Regions from separate parts of the Sus scrofa genome. Here all the other regions are linked to region 2. The links are chromatin contacts, called in public targeted proximity ligation maps. All regions are on one chromosome and are shown on one strand. The core of a region is the stretch at or near the end of the contact, and the rest is flanking DNA. Distances in the headings are between cores, read along the strand shown.

What was found.
Region 1: a contact with region 2 is called in a targeted proximity ligation map of alveolar macrophages. A contact is called at or near these places in 1 of 47 Hi-C or Micro-C datasets (embryonic fibroblasts) and 1 of 2 datasets of targeted methods (alveolar macrophages).
Region 3: a contact with region 2 is called in a targeted proximity ligation map of alveolar macrophages. A contact is called at or near these places in 2 of 2 datasets of targeted methods (alveolar macrophages and skeletal muscle).

The regions. Positions count from the first base shown.
Region 1 is chr3:68,211,653-68,215,820 of Sscrofa11.1, reverse strand. The region is part of intron 1 of HK2 (hexokinase 2); the gene reads left to right. Among named protein-coding and RNA genes, the nearest start is that of HK2, 17 kb to the left of the region's middle.
Region 2 is chr3:68,346,080-68,350,183 of Sscrofa11.1, reverse strand. No RefSeq gene overlaps it. Among named protein-coding and RNA genes, the nearest start is that of SEMA4F, 57 kb to the left of the region's middle.
Region 3 is chr3:68,191,839-68,195,663 of Sscrofa11.1, reverse strand. All of the region lies in intron 2 of HK2 (hexokinase 2), which reads left to right. Among named protein-coding and RNA genes, the nearest start is that of HK2, 37 kb to the left of the region's middle.

The DNA of each region.
Region 1 (4,168 bases), core at 1,516-4,015, 140 kb after region 2:
GTGTTCCTGTGCACTGGAGTGCTTTGCCTGTAACTGGTTTTCCACAGAGGCTGAGAGAAGCTGGGGGTCACAGCAGCGGTCAGGGATTCGGGGTTTGAATGATAAGAATCATACAGATTCATGTTGAAATGTAAGGTGTCTTCTCCACTTTCTTTTGAGACTCCTTAAGGTTTAGGATTTGTAGCACTTTAGATAAGAAACGGTCAAAGTTGACATGCTGCTCTATTTTGGATAGAAATAGTTTGATTAGGACCATTTTCCCACTGCAACCAAATAGGGTCCAATTTCATTGAAACTGGCCTGCAAGATGATGTAGGCCCTTGGGGACCCTTAGAGGTAGGGTTGTCATTTATTGTTTCGGACAGTAGAGTAAGGGATCTGGGTGATCCAGAGTCTAGTTTCAACCACGTGACCTTGGTCAAGGCTGTGGATTTGACCTCAGTTTCTCTGAGGTCCCTTTCCAGCTTTCACCTCCAAACCTTTCCTTTCTGGGCTTCCTCATACCTGACTGGGGCTGTGTCTGCCACACCCGAGCCCACTCACTGTAAACTCTGAAGTGGAGCCTCTATGAGGGTGCTCTCTTTCCTCTTCCATTCCTTGCATCATTGCTGTGACATAATTTCCCTTCCTTGGGCACTTCAGGAGATGAGCTTTCCATTTGGAGTGTTCCCTTATTTCAGAAAGAGTATGGGGTTGGGAGTTCCCTGGTGGCCTAGGGGTTAAGAATCTGACGCGGTCACTGCTGTGGACTGGGTTTGATTCCTGGCCCAGAAACCTCCACATGCCATGGGCACAGCCAAAAAAAAGAGAGTGGATTTGCCATTGTGGACCAGCAGGTTAAGAACCCAACTAGTATCCTTGAGGATGTGGGTTCGATCTCTGGCCTTGAGCAATGGGTTAAGGATCTAGTGTTGGCACAAGCTGCATTCTAGGTCACAGATGGGCTTGGATCTGGTGTTGCTGTGGCTATGGTGCAGGGCAGCAGCTGAAGCTCCGATTCAACCCCTGGCCTGGAAATTTCCACATGCCACATGTGTGGCCCTAAAAAGAAAAAAGAAAAGATCGTGGAGTTAATTTTGTCAAAACAACAGTTGGTGTACCTGACACACAGAGTGAGGCTGAAGCTTTGGACTTTGGAGCCGAGAAACATTTTTGCAAGGGCCATGCAAGGAGAGTGGGTAGCTTGAGCTCAAAAGACCCAGCGGTTTGGGGAAGAGTTTTTACAGGCAACATTTGGGGTGAGGGCTGCAGGGTATGACTTCTGATTGGTTGGTGATGAGGTCACAGGGTGGTGCTCCAGGAATCTTGTGCTCAGCCTCCTGAAGTCACCATTCTCCCCCTGGGTGGGGCCTGAGTTCTTGCAGAAGAACTCAAAGATATTGTTACATACATTTCCTTGAGAGGAAGCCAGGACCCTACTTTATCGCTACATTATTGTTTGTTTGCTTTTTTTTTTTTTTCTTTTGTCTTTTTGCCATTTCTAGGGCTGTACCCGCGGCACATGGAGGTACCCAGGCTAGGGGTCTAATTGGAGCTGTAGCAGCTGGCCTACACCAGAGCCACAGCAACATGGGATCCGAGCCGCGTCTGCGACCTACACCACAGCTCATGGCAACGCCGGATCCCTAACCCGCTGAACAAGGCCAGGGATCGAACCCGCAACCTCATGGTTCCTAGTCGGATTCGTTAACTCCTAGTCGGAGTTCCACTGGGAACTCCGCTGCACTATTGTTTCTTGACTGCCTTCCCTTTGTTTCTTCATCCCCTCCCTTCCCTAAGTAGTACCTGCTCTGCTCGAATCAGCTCTTTAGAACTCTGGAAGGACTAAGGGGCTGAAGCCTTTTCTTCTTGCAAACATGGACGGGAGACACAGAAAGGCTTTTGTACCTGGGAAGGCCCCCCGGCGTCCTGCCTGTTTTCGATTTCTCTGTAGAACTTCTCCTACCTCTGCCACAATTCTGTAGACGAGGCAAGCGAGGACTGGCGTGCCAGGGGAAGGAAGACATTGACCAAAATGGCCCAATGAGGAATTCTAGTCCTTGCAAGATGGCTAAATAGATGTGTCTAAAACGACTGTCCTTCTCTCTTTCCTGCACACCCTGGCCTCTGGGTACGCAGGTGGACTTCTCTCACCTGAGCCAGGCTCTGCTTCTGGCCTACCTCTGTGTCCCCAGCCTGGAATGTGCCCTCCTTTCCTTCTTTATTTTGTTTTTTGTTTTTTTTGTTTTTTTTTTTTTTTTTGCTATTTCTTGGGCCGCTCCCGCGGCATATGGAGGTTCCCAGGCTAGGGGTCCAATCGGAGCTGTAGCTGCCAGCCTACGCCAGAGCCACAGCAACGCGGGATCCGATCCGCGTCTGCAACCTACACCACAGCTCACGGCAACGCCGGATCGTTAAGCCACTGAGCAAGGGCAGGGACTGAACCCGCAACCTCATGGTTCCTAGTCGGATTCGTTAACCACTGCGCCACGACGGGAACTCCCCCTTCTTTATTTTGGATAGAGATTTAAAGAGAAAGTAGTCCAGGGTACTGGGACACAGCCCACCACAGGAAGAAAAGGCACGTTGGGGGGACACGGTTCTGGTTTTGTGAACCCTGAACGTGACTATGTAGGGTTGAGAAGGGTCCTTGATCCCCTGAGGGTGCCACTTGGCAGAGAGGAATCTGTGAGAAAAAACAGGAAAAGGGGTAGAAAGAGACAGACAGACGGCTTTACATTCATTGCCTCATTTATGCTGATGACTCTGTTGTAAGCCCTGCCCTCCCAATTTTATAGGGAGGAAGCTGGGCCTCAGACAGGAGTGACTCATCCAGTGTTACAGACCTGTCAAGGGGCTAGAGCCAGGATCTGTTTTTTCTTTTCTTTTTTTTTTTTTGTCTTTTTTCTTAGGCCGCACCCGTGGCATATGGAGGTTCCCAGGATAGGGGTCTAATCTGAGCTACAGCTGCTGGCCTACACCACAGCCACAGCAACGCAGGATCCAAGCCCTGCCTGCAACCTACACCACAGCTCACGGCAATGCCAGATCCTTAACCCACTGATCAAGGCCAGGGATCGAACCCGCAACCGCATGGTTCCTAGTTGGATGCTTTTCCACTGCTCCATGACGGGAACTCCTGAGCACTGGTTTTTCTAATGTCACAGCACACACTTTACCACTACCAGCTAGGAAAGCAGGCTTGGCCTGAATGATTCTGCTTTGATAATCCAACCACTGAAATCTGTTTCCAACAAGCCCAGGGTTTGACTTCCCAACTCCCAGCATCCAGGATCCACACAGGATTATTTCACACTTAGACTAATGTCTTAAGTCATGGCTTGCAAAGGCTCCAGGGAGAAAGTGGTAAAAATGACCTTAAACAGTTGCCCAGAGCACAGCCCATCGTTATCACATTATTGGATGCCAGAGACCGGCCCAAGGAGTGAGGAAGATGGCTGGAGCACCCAGACAGACTCCACGGTTTCAGGAATTCTCCATGTGTCATTCTAATGTGCAGCCAAGTTCAAGAACTCTTATTCCAAGTGGCAGAACGGAGGCTAGACAGAAGTGATCAGAAAGCAGGTTTATCTGAAATTGAGGAAGAGCTTTCTAACAACCAGAGCTGACCAACAGTAGAAGCTAACCAACTTAGAGAAGTAAGGAACCTATCATGCTTGGAAGCATTCAAAAACCTACGCCTGGAGTTCCTGTCATGGTGCTATGGTTAATGAATCTGACTAGCATCCATGAGGATGCAGGTTCCATCCCTGGCCTCGCTCTGTGGGTTAAGGATCTGGCGTTGCCGTGAGCTGTGGTGTAGGTCGCAGATGTGGCTTGGATCTGGCATTGCTGTGGCTGTGGCGTAGGCCAGTGGCTACAGCTCCAATTAGACTCCTAGCCTTGGAACCTCCATGTGCCATGAGTGTGGCCCTAGAAAAGATGAAGAAGACCAAAAAACAAACAAACAAACAAAACCCCAACAAAACAAAAACCTAGGCCCGATGGCCATTGGAGTGAGAAGGCCAAACTAGACAAACTCAGATGCTGCCTGTGTTCAATGGGATTTCGAACTCTCATTATGCCAAAGGCCTGTGTACATTTGGTATCTCCTAAATGATGTTCTCCCAAGACTTTGGGCCTTGTGCTCCTTCCTCGCTCTGGCTGCACTGTGGCAGGACTCTACCAA
Region 2 (4,104 bases), core at 159-2,658:
GTATTGTCACTTCCATTTAGTAGAAGAAAGTAAGGCATAGGGAGAACAAGTGATTTCCTCAAGGCCACAAAGTTAAAAAACTTGAGTTAGAATTTAACCTAGGCAGCCTGACCTCCGGATCAATATTTTTTCTAAAAAAAGTTATTGTAGTATAGTTGATTTATAATATTGTGTTAATTTCGCTGTACAGCAAGGGGACTCAGTTATACATATATATATTCTTTTTATTATGGTTTATCACAGGATACTGAATATAGTTCCCTGTGCTATACAGTAGAACCTTGATGTTTAGGGTCTATATTCTTAACTATCACTCTAATGGAATTGTTTTAAAATTATTTTAAAAATAAGCATTCACTTTTTTTTTTTTTTTTTTTTTTTTTTTGGTCTCTTTTTAGGGCCTCACCTGTGGCATATGGAAGTTCCCAGGCTAGGGGTTGAATTGGAGCTGTTGCTGCTGGCCTACATCACAGCCATAGCAATGCAGGATCCAAGCTGCGTCTGCGACCTACACCACAACCACGGCAATGCCAGATCCTTAACCCACTGATCGATGCCAGGGATCGAAGCTGCATCCTCATGGATACCAGTCAGATTCATTTCCGCTGAGCCATGACGGGAAGTCTTAGTCACTTCCAAAGTCGTAGTACTAGAATGCTTAAAGAAAGAGTCACTGTGACACAGAATAAGGGCCATGAGGTAATCTGGTGGGTGACCTAGATGATGGCCACTGGTGTGTCATAGGGGCCACCCTAAGTAATACAGGCAGGGCACACTAACTGTGATGGAAATCTCAGTGACATCGTGGAGGTGGCAATGGTAACACACCAGCTCTGAGCCATGGTGTGGTGGTGAACATGCTTTGGTGGTGAACATCTGTTTTATAGCACTACATTGCATTTGTGCAAACATATATCATCTTCCCCTTTCCAAGTTCGCAAAGTGGAAAAATAAACGGAAGGGAAACCTCCAGAGGACTGTGGAGGCTAGATAAAGTTTTTTGTCAATTGTTGTGCTCTTTGGAATGTATATCTTTAAATGTCAATGATTCCAGTAGTTCTAGTAATCTGGAATTATACTCTACTCTGTGCTGAAAGCCGCCTTCCAGTCACTGGCCACCCAACTACAGTGCGCTCAATTCCCCTTTTCACCTGCAGGTGGCAGCACGAGAGTCACGAGGGATAATGAAATAGAAGATGAGTACCGGGTTGGATACAGAAATAAGATCCATGAACTCTGATTCTTGATAAAACCTGCCATTTAAATCATTAAATCTCATTTAAATCCTTGAACTTGAATCGAGATGAACTTGAAACTCCCCACGAGCAGGCTTCGTGGACCTGGGAAACCTGCAGCACAGGGCGGCTGCAGGGAGGGCAGGCGCAGCATCCTGTGCCCCGCCCACGCGGAAGCCTTTGCCTGAGCCGCTGTGGGCAATATCCCGAGTGGATGCCAGTTCCTTCAGGCCAAGCTGCAGCGCCTGGGCAGCCCCGTCGCATTTCCAAAGACTTTACAGCAATGCATCCACTGCCACCGCAGATCCCCGCGGCCAGCCGCCCGCCCATGTGTTCCGCCTCCAGTGTGGCTAGAGGCCTGAGGCTCCGCAGGTCTCAGGGCTGGGCCCCTGGGGCTCCACCGCGCTGTCTTCGCGCTTACTGCACGTCTGGCAGAAGCCAAGGAATTGGTCCTGGCTCTGCAGCCTCACGACAGGAGGCTTTTTTCTTTTGGCCAGAGCTGTTTCTTTATCCCCCACTTTCCTGGCAGGGACTCCTCTTTCTCTTTTTATGGCTTTCTTTCCTACCTTCAAAGGATGCTAATCATATTCAAGCCAGAAGGTGACAGACTAAATGTGGCCTTCCTCTAGGAGACTTACATTTGTAAGAACTGAATACAATTGCCTGATTTATAATGGGGTCACTTCAGGCACGTGGACAGGCTTTTGGAGGAGATCTTTGGGGCCAGTAGTTTTCTTTCTAGAATTCCTCACATTGCATCCCCCCCCCCCCACCCCGCATTTTCTAAGGCTGTGCCTGCGGCATATGGAGGTTTCCAGGCTAGGGGTCGAATTGGAACTGTAGCCTCCTGGCCTACACCACAGCCACAGCAACACCAGATCTGAGCCACATCTGCAACCTACATCACAGCTCATGGCAACGCTGGATCCTTAACCCACTGAGCAAGGCCAGGGATCGAACCTGCAACCTCATGGTTCCTAGGCGGATTCGTTAACCACTGCGCCACGACGGGAACTCCACATTACATCTTCTAACTCACAATCAGCTCGTGCCTGACTGATGGCTGTACATGTGTGACCAAGAGGAAAGTCTGGCTTCCTGGCAAACCTTCTCTTTGATGAAGTATGGGTAACCTTATTAAACTGAATAGCAGCTTAGAGCCTCAAAGTAGGAAAAAGCATAAAACTCTTTAATCAAAGCTGACTGACCAAGAATTGCAGTTGCTTTTATTCAGCTACAGGTTTGGGAGATGTCTGTCACTCACATGGACCTCTGACAGGTAAATATTAATCCCTGGTGTTTACAGTTATGATGATTATATGCGGACAGTGAGGCTGGCATCCATTGCCATCTATTGAGACTCCAGTGCAAAGAATCTTAGTAGGTAGCACATTCCAATTACCCCCCCCCCAAAGAAAGCAGGTATAATTATTTGCTGTAAAATCACTCCTCCCTCTGCTTTCCTTCCCTATTCTTCTGCCTTTCAGTGAGCTCAGCCTTCTAGTGAGGTTTTCTGCCTTTGTCTCTCCCCTCCTCACCTTCTAACTCCCCCCATCTGTCCTCCGTAGCTTGACCACCCAGAAAACTGTCTGGATTATACATTATGAAATTTGATTATAGTTGGTTGAACACATTGTTAACTATTGCCCCGACTTGTCCTCAACATTTTTTCCAAAAGCATAATCTGCTGAACGAGACTGTAAGTGTTGAGAGGACATATTCATTAAACCTAGGCTTAATAAGATGTATGAATAAGATTAATAGGGTGCTTACTAAATATAAGTTTAATAAACAGGTATCAAGATGAAACTTTGTTGTTGAAAAATAGGAAATGTCTTCCACTTAATCTTTTGATTAAAGTTTCCTGAGTTTCATCTCAGTGCCTGACCCCATGTTGGACTGTAGAGAGGGGATTAAATATGAGCAAGACATAGTCTCATCTTAATCTGTAGGAAGATAAAGCATTCGCACAGCTCACCAGACAGCAATGTAAATGCTTTAGAAGTATTGAAAGCAAAGAGCCCATGAGGTTGTGAGACGCGAGGAGCGAGCCCTACAGTTTAAGGAAAAGTCATAGAAATAGCATCTGAGCAGGGCAAAAGGAACAGTATGAGCAAAAGTGGGGAGTTCCTGTTGGGCGCAGCGGAAATGAATCCAACAAGTATCCATGAGAATGTGGGTTTGATCCCTGGCATTGCTCAGTGGGTTGGGGATCCAGTGGCATCGTGAGCTCTGGTATAGTTTTCGGGTAAGCTATGGTGTAGGTTATGGTGCAGCCGCGTTGCTGGGGCTGTGGTGTAGGTCGGCAGCTGTAACTCTGATTTGACCCCTAGCCTGGGAACCTCCATATGCTGCAGGTGCTGCCCTAAAAATAGAAAAAAAAAGTGGGGCTATGGGAAATAAATCCTAAAACTTGTATGGGGAAGCCAAGAGATTCAGTTTGATTGCAGTGGTGTCATAATAGTAACAATATCTGACATTCATTAAGTACCTATTGGAGTTCCCGTCGTGGCGCAATGGTTAACGAATCCGACTAGGAACCATGAGGTTGCGGGTTCGTTCCCTGGCCTTGCTCAGTGGGTTAAGGATCCGGTGTTGCCGTGAGCTGTGGTGTAGGTTGCAGACGTGGCTTGGATCCTGCGTTGCTGTGGCCCTGGCATAGGCTGGTGGCTACAGCTCCGGTTGGACCCCTAGGCTGGGAACCTCCATATGCCGCAGGAGCGGCTCAAGAAAAGGCAAAAAGACAAAAAATATATATATATAAGAACCTACTATATGCCTTGTGTTATGCTTTATATACTTTAGCTCATCCCCACAACAGCACATGAAGTAGGTGCTGCTAATACTCACACTTTATTGATGGGGAAGC
Region 3 (3,825 bases), core at 909-3,408, 160 kb after region 2:
AAAAGGGCACCTCTGCTTAAAAATCCAGAACAAACCCAGACCTGCTCTGTTCGCAGGTCACTCAATGCAGTAGTTGGCACACGGCTCCGAGCTCCTGATGGGAGGAACAGGTGGCGGTCTATTTTAATTAGTGGCAAGGACCTAGTGATCGAAAATAGACTGTTGGAAAATTCAGCTGGCCCTTGCCCCTCACCCCTCACCAAATGCGTGGACATTGTGAACGTGTGATTTGAACAACGCTGGGGATGTGGCCTGCTCACATACATTACTAGTGTCCCCTCAACTGAGATGACAGTGACTATCACATTCAGATGGTTACTTAGAGGCCATTTTATTTAATTAATTTATTTATTTTGTCTTTTTGTCCTTTGAGGGCTGTACCAGCGGCATATGGAGGTTCCCAGGCTAGGGGTGGAATCGGAGCTGTAGCTGCCGGCCTACACCACAGCCACAGCAACGCCAGATCCGAGCCACGTCTGCGACCTATACCACAGAGCACGGCAATGCCAGATCCTTAACCCACGGAGCAAGGCCAGGGATTGAACCCGCAACCTCATGGTTCCTACTTAGATTCGTTTCTGCTGTGCCACAATGGGAACTCTTAGAGGCCATTTTCGTCTCTTCAGCCTTTTCCCTGGGACAGGTGAGTTCCCAGGAGAAATTGAAACTCCTTTATCTTGCTGACCTTATGTATTTGATAAGAGCCTCACTGAAAGTGGGCAGAAATGTAGTCCAGGATGCAAAATGAGTCAGCAAACAACAGCTCGAGTCTTAACTGTTGGGCAATTTGGTGGAGGGTGGTGAGACCTAATGTTCCCATTCCCAGTTCCTCTCGACTGTAAGTATTTTCTTTTCCTTTTCGTTTCTTAGGGCCGCACCCTTGGCATAGGGAGGTTCCCAGGCTAGGGATTGAATCGGAGCTACAGCTGCCAGCCTATGCCACATAGGATTGGAGCCTCACCTGCCACCTACACCACAGCTCACGGCAATGCCAAATCCTTAACCCACTAAGCAAGGCCAGGGATCGAAACTCATGGTTCCTAGTTGGATTTGTTTTCACTGCGCCATGACCGGAACACCCTTGTTTTCTTTTAGTGGAAGCTTGTTACCTCTTCTTTTGTCAGTTTTTGGAGGGGGTTGTTCTTTTTTTTCAAATTGTTATTTTTTTTTAAGGGCCGCACTCAAGGCATATGGAGATTCCCAGGCTAGGGGCCTACTCAGAGCTATAGCTGCCGGCCTTTGCCATAGCCACAGCAATGCTAGATCCAAGCCGCATCTGCAACCTACACCACAGCTCACAGCAACGCTGGATCCTTAACCCCCTGAGCAAGGCCAGGGATCGAACCTGCATCCTCATGGTTCCTAGTCGGATTCACTTTTGTTGCACCATGACGGGAACACATCTTTTTTTAATTAAAAAATTTTTTTTTCTTTTTTGTCTTTTCAGGGCCCCATCTGAGGCATGTGGAGGTTCCCAGTCTAGGGGTCGAATCAGAGCTGTGGCCACTGGTCTACACCACAGCCACAGCAATGCCAGGCCCTGGCCGCATCTGCGACCTACACCACAGCTCACAGGAATGCTGGATCCTTAACCCACTGAGGGAGGCCAGGCCAGGGATTGAACCTGGGTCCTCATGAATGCTTGTCAGATTCGTTTCCGCTGAGCCACGATGGGAACTCCATCCAAAGTCATTTGGAGGGGGATGATCTTAATTAGGAGGATCTTCATCGGAGAGGGCTTGGAGAGTGTCCAGTAAGTTGGGAACAGAGGTTTGGTATAACTGGGTGAGATGGCGCCAATTTGTGCCTACCAAAAAGCCTGCATCGAAAAACTTTCAGTAAGCCCCAGGGTCCTTTGGGGAGAAGGCCGCGTCACCCCTCGCCAGTGGATGTAAGTCTGCTATCTCCCGTTCAAGTTTGAGAGCATTTGGCCCAGAGGGATGGGCTGAAGTTACTGATAAAGATTAGGGCATTATTGCTTTCTTTCTTTCTTTCTTTCTTTCTTTTTTTTTTTTAACCACTTTATGGCTTCTTTACTTCCTTCCTGGATTCTGAGCTTCTAGGAACCAGCATCACAAGAGATATGGGAGGTGCATAGGGACAGGCCTGGGCTTTGGGGGTCAGGTGGGGTCGAATCCAGCAATCATTTATGATGATCTTAACCAAGTGACTCAGCTTCTGAACCACAATGTCACTTCCTTTGCCACCCAGGCCCGCTTAGGGCCTGGGATAACCTCTGAGTTTTATGCTCTTAGCATTTGTTAGTGAAGAATTCCTCTTTTGAGGGTTTAGAGCTTTCTTATGAGTCGCCTTCTTGCTCATTACAGTACAGAACGTTGCTAGAGAGCTGGACATGGATTTAAATATTGGTTTCAATTACTTGACCCGAACCTTGGTTTTCTTATCTGGAAATTGAGATCATAATGTCCAACAGGGGTTGTTGAGGAATATGGAGATAATGCTTATAAACATCACTTAAATATTTCTCGTCTGTTAAAAATATCAACATTGGGCCTTAAATTAACTAAACTAAGTATTTTGACCACATAAAAATTAGATCCTTCCTCATGGCAAAAAATACCATGAGCAAAATTAAAAGATAAACATCCAACTGGAGAAAAAAGTAATTGCAAATATACAACCAACAAAACTATTTTCATTAATATACAAAGAGCTTTCTTAGGTTATTAAGAAAATAATGAGTATTTTAAAAGATCTGAGTAGAACATTCATAGAAAAGGGAATTTACCAAGCTGATAACAATTCAAAGTGTCTAAAGCTACACAAAGAAAAGAAACCAAGTTTAAAAATGAGATACCACTTGGACCTATGAGGTTGGCAAAGATTAATTGTACAAAACATAGGATGAGAGTAAAACCCACCTTTTGGTTTATGCAGAAATTGGAGAGAATTTTTAGGAAGATAATTAGGTTATATCTTTCAAAATAAAAGCAGAAATCCTTAGACCCAGAAATTCACATCCTTTTCTTAGAATGTGTCAGTTAACAGCCTTCCCTGTGTTTTTGTTTTGTTTCGTTTTTTGTTTTTGCCATTTCTAGGGCTGCTCCCCTGGCATATGGAGGTTCCCAGGCTAGGGGTCTAATTGGAACTGCAGCCGCTGGCCTGTGCCAGAGCCACAGCGACGAGGGATCCGAGCCTCGTCTGCAACCTACGTCACAGCTCACGGTAATGCCAGATCCTTAATCCTTTGAGCAAGGCTAGGGATCAAACCCGAAACCTCATGGTTCCTAGTTGGATTTGTTAACCACTCAGCCACGAGGAGAACTCCTCCCCCTTTTTTAATACAAATATATCTAAAGACACTCAAGAAACAGTATAGTGGTTACTTTTAGGGTGTGGAGAAGAAAAGAGATGTTTGCTTTTCATTTTTTCCGCTTTCGTACTATTTATACTTTTAAAAATCAGATGTTTTATTTTATTATTTTTAAAAACTTTAAACTTTTTTCGAGACATAACAGCACGCTTAACAATAAAAGCAATCTGACCTCTGGCCTTATGGTCTCATATATAAATCCCACAGCTGGCACTCAGATATTTTGTTTAACAAATGAACCATCAATGAGCAAATGCAATATGAGATGTTTTCTTAATACGTTGCCTCCAATACCAACTAGAGTCACTCAGCAGAATGATCCCTCTGGAGTCTATTGGGTCGTCTGCCTTGTGGCTGTGTACTTAAGAAACCTGCCGTAGGCATGTTTTCCTGCCCGTCCATTCTGAATGTCCCAGGCACATAGATGCCAGCTGCCTTCACGCCACATCACTTAACAAATATTCCTCAGCTCTGGGCTTCTGGGATGTCCT